2 separate regions of the Sus scrofa genome follow, and region 1 is linked to region 2. Evidence: chromatin contacts called from public Hi-C data. All regions are on one chromosome and are shown on one strand. Each heading gives the region's core, a stretch centred on a gene start, on an enhancer-like site or on the middle of the called end of the contact. The rest is flanking DNA. Distances are from core to core; before and after follow the strand shown. Region 1 has its middle 31 kb from the start of SERPINA5. Region 2 has its middle 27 kb from the start of SERPINA11.

What was found. Hi-C and Micro-C count contacts between places; a contact is called where the count stands out from the background.
Region 1: a Hi-C map of embryonic fibroblasts shows a contact between it and region 2, with 2.8 times the contacts expected there. The contact joins two enhancer-like sites. A contact is called at or near these places in 1 of 5 promoter capture datasets (liver) and 13 of 47 Hi-C or Micro-C datasets (adipocytes, brain, embryonic fibroblasts and 7 more).

What each region holds. Positions count from the first base shown.
Region 1 is chr7:115,766,749-115,770,906 of Sscrofa11.1, forward strand. No RefSeq gene overlaps it. Among named protein-coding and RNA genes, the nearest start is that of SERPINA5, 31 kb to the right of the region's middle. Within about 2 kb of position 1,868, at least 19 of the 83 cell types and tissues checked have an H3K27ac peak or open chromatin away from gene starts, as enhancers often do. A contact at or near this core is called in embryonic fibroblasts, where this site is marked.
Region 2 is chr7:115,652,731-115,656,547 of Sscrofa11.1, forward strand. No RefSeq gene overlaps it. Among named protein-coding and RNA genes, the nearest start is that of SERPINA11, 27 kb to the right of the region's middle. Within about 2 kb of position 2,306, at least 2 of the 83 cell types and tissues checked have an H3K27ac peak or open chromatin away from gene starts, as enhancers often do. A contact at or near this core is called in embryonic fibroblasts, where this site is marked.

The DNA.
Region 1 (4,158 bases), core at 618-3,117, 110 kb after region 2:
AAAAGTGTTATTAAAATGAATAGCATTTTGTAATATAACAGATTGAAATACTCATGAGTTTAGACAGTGATGAAAAAAATCCAGAGAGGCGAGTTTTAGTTTTTAAACTGCTGGCTGATTGTAATGATTCCACCAGGTCAGAGCAGAACTACATCTGCTGAGGAGTCCATCTTCTAGACTTGTGTTCAGCCGCAACTAACACAAAACTTGACTGAGCAACAGCTTAAATATTTTCAAGGGACTAAACGGGGACTTATGGTTTGGCGTGATGATGGGAAGGGGGGTGCAAAGCTCTTTCCGTGGGAGTCCCAAGGACTTCCCTGAAGAGCTTGCATTTGGGCAGAGACCTGCAGGACAAGAAGGACCCACCTTGGAAGAGCTGCCTCAACAGGGAAAATAGGATGTTCAAAAGTCCTGAGGTATGATAAAGCTTATGGTGTTGGGGGAACAACAAGAAGGGTAGAAAGTCTGGACTGGAAGCAGTGAAGGGGAGGGTGGTGGGAGATGAGGCAGGAAAGTAGGTAGAGGTCCAGCTATCTGATGCCTTCTGGACATCAGAAAGACTCCAGGTACCATCTTACGTGAAATAAGAGGCCTGCGGACATTGGAGAGACAGAGCCTCCTCCTTGATCCTTTACCTTGGGAAATATATCCAACGGTGATGCAGGGAGCATCATCAGTAGTGTTCACAGGTGAGCAACTGCATCTGGGATGAGGGATGGGACATGGCCAGGCTGAGCAGTGGTGAAGATTGAAGTCAGAATTAGTGTCCAGCTTCAAATCCTCCACAGAGGAAGGTCAGCATGGAGGCAGCACCCGTGGAGACGGTGCACCTGTACAGAACAACCTGAGCAAAATCGAGATACAGTTGCCCAGCACCTCCTCAAAGGCAGAGTTTGTTGGAGGAGTAATTCTGGTGAGCCTTTTCCATCCTGTAACCAGTAAATGAAACCAGAAAACCCATCAACACCTGCTGATCTTCAGACACATTATCCATGCTGTCTCGGGTGCTCTAAATGCATCCTGGTGTTTGTTTATCTGTGTTACAGTGAATTGATTCAGAAGACTTAGGACTTATAAGAAAATCCTCTCGGGATTTCCCGCTGTAGTTCAGAGGAAACGAATCTGACTAGTATCCACGAGGATTCAGGTTCTATCCCTGGCCTCGCTCAGTGGGTTAAGGATCTGGTCTTGCCATGAGCTGTGGTGTAGGTCGCAGACACAGCTCAGATCCCTCTTTGCTGTGGCCGTGGCTGTATCTCTGATTTGACCCTTAGCCTGAGAACTTCCATATGCCACAAGTGTGGCCCTAAAACAAAAAACCAAAAAAACCAAAAACCAAAAAAAATAAAAACCACCTCTTTAATGGAATCTTTTCTTCCCAGTCTTCTGATCGTCTATTCTAGAGTCAGCAAAAAGGCTGAACCTCTGACTACCTGGTTCTGCACCCATAGCAGACGTGACTGGGCGATCCTAGGACTCACCTACAGAGCCCAGCCCTTCTCACCCCCAGTGCTCTGGCAGCTATACACATCTGATCGGGAGGAGTGCCAAAGGCAGTAGAGTTATTGCCCATCTTCAGACGTGGAGGGGCTGATTCAATCCAGTTCAGCCAATTTTTCCTGAGCACATCTGCCAAACTCAGAGAAAGAAAAAGAGATGAGATCCTTTGCCCCCCAGCGTAGGTACTTATAAATCTTCATCTCAATGAGTTTTGGTCCCATCACCACATCCTATAACTAGGGCGGGAGGCCATCCTGCGTTGAAGCTATCCCTCTCTGTCCTCAGGTTACTATCTATAAAGCGCAGCGCAGTGGCTCTTCCAAGGCTGGATCATTCCTGGCACGGCAGGCTGTCCTGCGCACCAGCAGTGGCCCTGGTCTCTGTCCGCTAGATGGCAGTAGCTGTCCCTTCCTCAACCGTGACAATCCAATGTCTCCCGCTGTCACCAAAAGTTCCCTAGGGGGGAAAATCCACCCCCTCCCAGTTGAGAATTGAGGCACTAAAGCCTCTTTCAGCACCAACACTGATTCTCAGAGTGTCTCAGGACGCAGAGAACTCAGCAGCCACAGAAGGAAGCCCGGGCAGTGTTTCTGCGCCATCTGCTGGCAACTCCGAGCCTTGTCCCCGCCGAGCCTGATGAACTTGGCCTGCAAATCAGCCCGGTGCTAACAGCCCAGGAGCTGGATGTACAGAGGCTCAGAGGGGGATGCGGGTAGGAAAAGAAAATGGAGAATGTACGAGCTGTGTGTGCTTTATGTAGTAGTCACAAGTTACGGCAGAAATCAAGGCTGATGGGGTCCTTGGTGAAGAGCTGCCTGCTTCTCTACCCGTACGTTTCTCAGTGGAGGCAATTTTGCCTCCCAGGGGACGTTTGGCAATGTCTGGAGAGGTTTTTGGTCCTCACGACTGCATGCGGGGGGGATGCGACTGCCACCTAGTGGGTGGAGACCACGGATGCTGCTCAACATCTTCAGCGCACGGGACAGCCCCACCCCGCAGCGAAAGAGGATCCAGCCCCCAATACCAGCAAGCACATATTTACCTAAAGATTTCTGCAGACCCAGCTCTGGGCTGAGTGGACAAGCAACTTGGTCCCTGGGTCCTTGGTCACTGGCGTTTCTGAGAAATGCAGAATCTGGGCTGGATGTGCATTGGCTCTGCCCGTTCTCACTGGGTGAGCTAGGAAAAGTAGCTGATCTCTTGGAAACCTTAATTTCCTTATCTGTAAAATGGGCATAATGCCGGCCGTACTAAGCTTATAGTCAGTAGATGGGCTTATTTGGGGGAAGTGAGGAGAGGGAGGGGCTGGGCATCCACACTGTCAGCTCAGAACTGGAACTGTCCTTGGGGGCAATCAGTCCTGCTGCCAGGAGGGGGCGAACGTCTCTGCCCCGGAGGTGACTCAGCTTCTCCCTGCCTTTGCCATCTCTGTTCCCTTCCCTGCCTCCCCCAGTGCAGCCTTGGAGCCCCTGGCCTCACCCCCTACACTAATGCACGGAGTGCTTAGAGCTCCCAAGTTCAAGGCCCGCCAGGAGAGAAATAGCATTCGGTTCTGGAACGTTCTTCCTGGAGAACAGTGGCCTTTGCCTGGCCCTCTCTCCATGCTGGCTCTGCGAGACTCACGTCACGTGAGCTGCGAGGCTCCCTCTGGAACAAACGTGCTTCTTGGAGGCTGGGGAGGGGGGCTGGGCGTCTGTCAGCCACCACCGCCTGGTTGGCGGTAGATTACAGGCCTGTGTGTGCAAACCAGTGACCAGCCACGTGCGTCTGCCTGACTCTGAGTGCGGGCGGGCACCACACCTCATCAGACCTTAATTAAAAGCCTCAGTCTGAGGTCTGGTTGCCTCCCTCTGATTTCTTCCTGCTGGTTTCCTGTGGGAAGAAAACCCAGGGGTCTGTTCTTACCGAGTTGTAAGTTTTGCTTCTTCTCTCCTCTACGTGTGTGTGTGTGTGTGTGTGTGCATGAGCTCACCCATGTCACATAGATTCTAATAATATAATATAATATAATATAAGTAAATCATCCATGTCTATAGTCCAAGATGGACATTCTAGAGCACAGATAAGCCTCTACGGAACCAACTAAGACAATGAGAGTGACACATCCGGAGGAAGGGATGGGACTGAAAGCCTGAAATGTCTAGGTCTAAATACAGATTGAAATAAAGCCCCCCCTCCCTGCTCCAGAGGCACAGGGTCAGGCGGCTTTGATCAGTCTGCCACTTTGGGAGTGGCTACGAGGTTGTCCCGCCCCTCTTCCTTGGGGCACAGCCTCAGCCCTCTGATGGCCCAGCCAGCGATTCCCAAACCCTGTTGGCATCGCATTGCCCTGAAGACGGGGTTGAACACCCAGATCTCCAGGCCTACCCAGTAAGCTGAGTCAGCACCTGTGGCGTGGGGTCTGGAATCCCCGGGTGATCCTGTAGGGTCAGCATGAGCCTGTCTGGGCAACGGGACGTGGCCGTGTTGGCCTGGCATGGATTGGAAGGAGCACTCACAGCTTACATGAAGGCAGAGCTGCTCAGGGGAAAAGAACTGGGCCCTGCAGCGAGGCCGACAAGCTACGGCTATCCAGACTCAGCCCCTGCTGTATGCCTTTCTCCACGCCCTCAGCTCCCTGCTTGGGCATCTCAACCCAGAGAGGGCTGTCCTTGC
Region 2 (3,817 bases), core at 1,056-3,555:
TTGCAGATGCTGCCGGGATGGATCTGGTGTTGCTGGGGCTGTGGTGTAGGCTAGCAGCTGGACCTCCGATTCAACTCGTAAGCAAGGAACTTCCATATGCTAGAGGTGCAGCTATAAAAAGAAAAAACAAACAAACAAAAAACCCAAACAAAACAAAAAAAGGGAGATGATAATTGAAATTATATCAGAAATTACTGTGAGGATTAAATGAGCTAAGGAACGCAAAGTGCGTGGTAAATTACTTGACACACACTTGGCACTCAAAGGAACTGGTCATTCAGATTGTTCATAAAATGGAAACATTACTATCCCCATTTCATACAGGAGGAAACAGGTGTTGAAAGTTTAAGTAACTTTCCAAAGTCATATAGTAAAGAGAGGACCCAGCAATAAATCTATACACAGTTGTTGTTTTTTTTTTTCCTGCTACCACTTTATGTTGTCTCTTGCTCTTTGGAGCTAATGTATAAATTCTGGTAGAAGTTTTGATTAGAATAAAAAGTTTGTGGAGGAAGTTGGGAAGGGAAGATAGATGGTTGTCTTGGAGGCTTATGGAAAATATGTGACCATCAGCTTCAAAGTGGTGGAAAGAGGACCCAGGGAATAGATCTATGCAAAGGCTTCTATGGGAATAGAATGAAAGGAAGATAAAGCACTGGAGTTAAAAGAAAACACCCCAGACCCCTGCTGGGACTGCCATTCGTAATGCAGAAACAGAAAAGTGGAAGCAATGTACCTCCCAGACATTTCAGTGGTTTCCAGAATTATTTTTACCTACATGCCCAATTCTTAGAACTGGAGGAAAAAAACCATGAGTGGTTTTGCTCCTTACATAATTTGCACAATCTGCAGGCAGTTTTGCTTCTCCTTTTTCCATTTTGGGATAATGGAAATATGATTCTCTTTGTAAAGGATTCTTCTGAGCACCTGGCGGAGAGAGAAGGATAGTAAAATGAAAAGCAAAATGAATAGGAGGAACTTGCTGTAGAATTGCGAACCATCAGAAAATAGCAGATGAGGAGTTCCTGTCGTGGCGCAGTGGTTAACGAATCCGACTAGGAACCATGAGGTTGCGGGTTCAGTCCCTGCCCTTGCTCAGTGGGTTAACGATCCGGCATTGCCGTGAGCTGTGGTGTAGGTTGCAGACGCGGCTCAGGTCCCGCGTTGCTGTGGCTCTGGCGTAGGCCGGTGGCTACAGCTCCGATTCAACCCCTAGCCTGGGAACCTCCATATGCCGCGGGAGCGGCCCAAGAAATAGCAACAACAACAACAACAACAACAAAAAGACAAAAGACAAAAAGACAAAAAAAAAAAAAAAAAAAAGAAAATAGCAGATGAGGAGACAGTATTTAACGTATCAGTGGTGGGGGTTCCCTCGTGGCTCAACGGGTTAAGGATCTGGCATTGTCACTGGTTCAGGTTGCTGCTGTGGCTCTGGTTACAGCTGTGGCACAAATTTGATCCCTGGCTTTCAAGGATGCTGCAGGCACCACCAAAACCTTAATAAATAAATAAAACATCAGCTGTCAACATCCACTCCTCTGGGCATTACTGTCCCCAAGACACTGTGAGCTGAGAGATTACTATTTGTTTGGGGCAGAGCATGAGCCAAGACGGAATGCGCAAAAGCCTCCTGGTCTTTTATCTCTGCCTGCTCTGTCAGGGACCCTACAGACCACTTAAAGAAAGCAGATTTCCCATCGATGGAGCACATGGGTGGAGACATGATTGCTGGTGGGTGACACACTCTAGGGACAGGAGAGGCCTGGCAGCGCAGTGGAGCACAGATGGGCATCCTCCATCCAGAAGAGAACGCAGTTCTCTAGGCTGAGCCAGGGGAACCCAGAGGCTCCTGGAGCTCATGGGATGGGGAATAACAAGGAACTTCTAACTAGCAGCTGTTTTGTGCACCAAGTCGCACTTGTCTACCAAAGTGGCTGGATCATGGCCTTTATTGCTAAAGAACTGGAAGCTTTGGGTAGGAAGAGTAAAAATCCAATTTTAGAACTCTCCACTCAAGGCCACCTTTTGCTGAGGGTAAGTGCTAAACTGTGCCTCATCCTACTTGTGCATCCAAATTTTAAGATTCTCCCTTCCATCTCTGGCCCTGAGTGGAATAAATCATTTTGGGAAATAAAATAATATTTATATGCAAATAACTTGCATCATAGAGCAGGAAAAGCCAAGAGAAAAAAAAAAACAACTGAAAAGTTACTAGACACAATGAACATGTTTAAAATATTCATTAAGATCAGTTAAGATATGAGTCAGTAGGTTACATATTTGTGGTACAATCGGCAGCCAGCACATGGAAGGAAAAGATCATATGCACAAAAGTAAAAAAATGAATCACACACTCATGAATGATATTAGCAAGAAATGTGCAGGAGCTTTAGGAAAAAAGGAGAAGGAAAAAGGGAAACGTGGTTAGGATCACATACAGATGAGAGTAAGAGAAGAAATTCACCTTGTTCTTTAACAGGAAGACTCTACATTTTATAAGATGTAAATTTTCTCTAAGTTGATTTACATATACAATGGAATTCCTATCAACATTCCAGCAGAATTTTTCTTGGACTCTGACAAAAGGATTCTAAAATTCATCTAGAAGACTCATTTTCTTTTTAAAAAAAAATCCCAGAGAAATCTTAAAAAAAAAGAATAATATGAGGAACTTGTCCCACACAGTGAAACTATAGTATTAACACATGAGATACTATGTACAGAAACACTGACAGTTCCCTCCAGCAGAAAGAGACTCAAGAAATAGATTCATGTGCATATAAGAATTTGATTCCCAAAAGATCACACTTCAAATCAACTCTGGCTACCCAGATACAACTTTTTGAGAAGATAATCTGAAAACAATGTTCAATCCCCTATATTCTGTATCTCCTCTGAGTGAGCCATTTTAATTCCGTAGGTATATTTAAAGGATGTGCATCCTGGTATTTTTAAAATTAAGAAACAACTTAGAAGGCTGTTAAAAAGAGAATTGTAAATGAAAAACATGTATGGAAGATTATTCTGTCTTTAAAATAATATGTTATTAAGTTCAAAAAAAGTTTATATCCTACGTATGTGTGGCAGGATCCCATTTTGTGAGTGTGTGTGTGTGTGTTTGTATTTACTTTAGTGATGTATATATTATAAGAAAAGAATATGACAAAAAGCTAATAGGACTAGGTGGTGGGTGACTAAATTTTATTTTTCTTATTACTTTTATGGATCTCATGACGTGCCCGGTGTGATCATGTGTGGCCCATGTAACTAGACATTAACAATAAAGGCAGCTTTCGAAGGTGCGGTTGGAAAGCCCTCGTTGGTACAGTAAGTCTGTCTCATTCACTGGACAACACAGTTGATGACATGATCTCATATGCCCTACTTATCCAGCCACAGGACCTCTATCCTAAGGGAAAGCATTCTCAGGGAGCAGCAATGTCTTGGCCGACAGTGAAAAGTCTGAACCTCCATTTAGTTTCCTATTTGCCTCACTTACCTGAAACCTGAGCTTTGAGTTCAAAGCCCAATTGTTGAGATCATCTTATGTAGTTCAGCCAAAGCGGATATCAAGGCATCTTCTTGACTTTTCTAGAACCACTGCAGGCATCAGTCATTTGAACATTTCTTCTGTGCCTTTTAAAACCAGAAGAGGAAGAACTGTGCTAATATAAAAACCAACTAGAGCTGGATTCCAGTAAGAAACAAAAAAAGTGTTTTTTAGGTCCACAAATATCCATACTTTCTCTTGCTATGTAGCTTATATCTTTCCTTTTGCTTCAAAAGCCAAGAACTTATATCTGAGTTCAGTGTA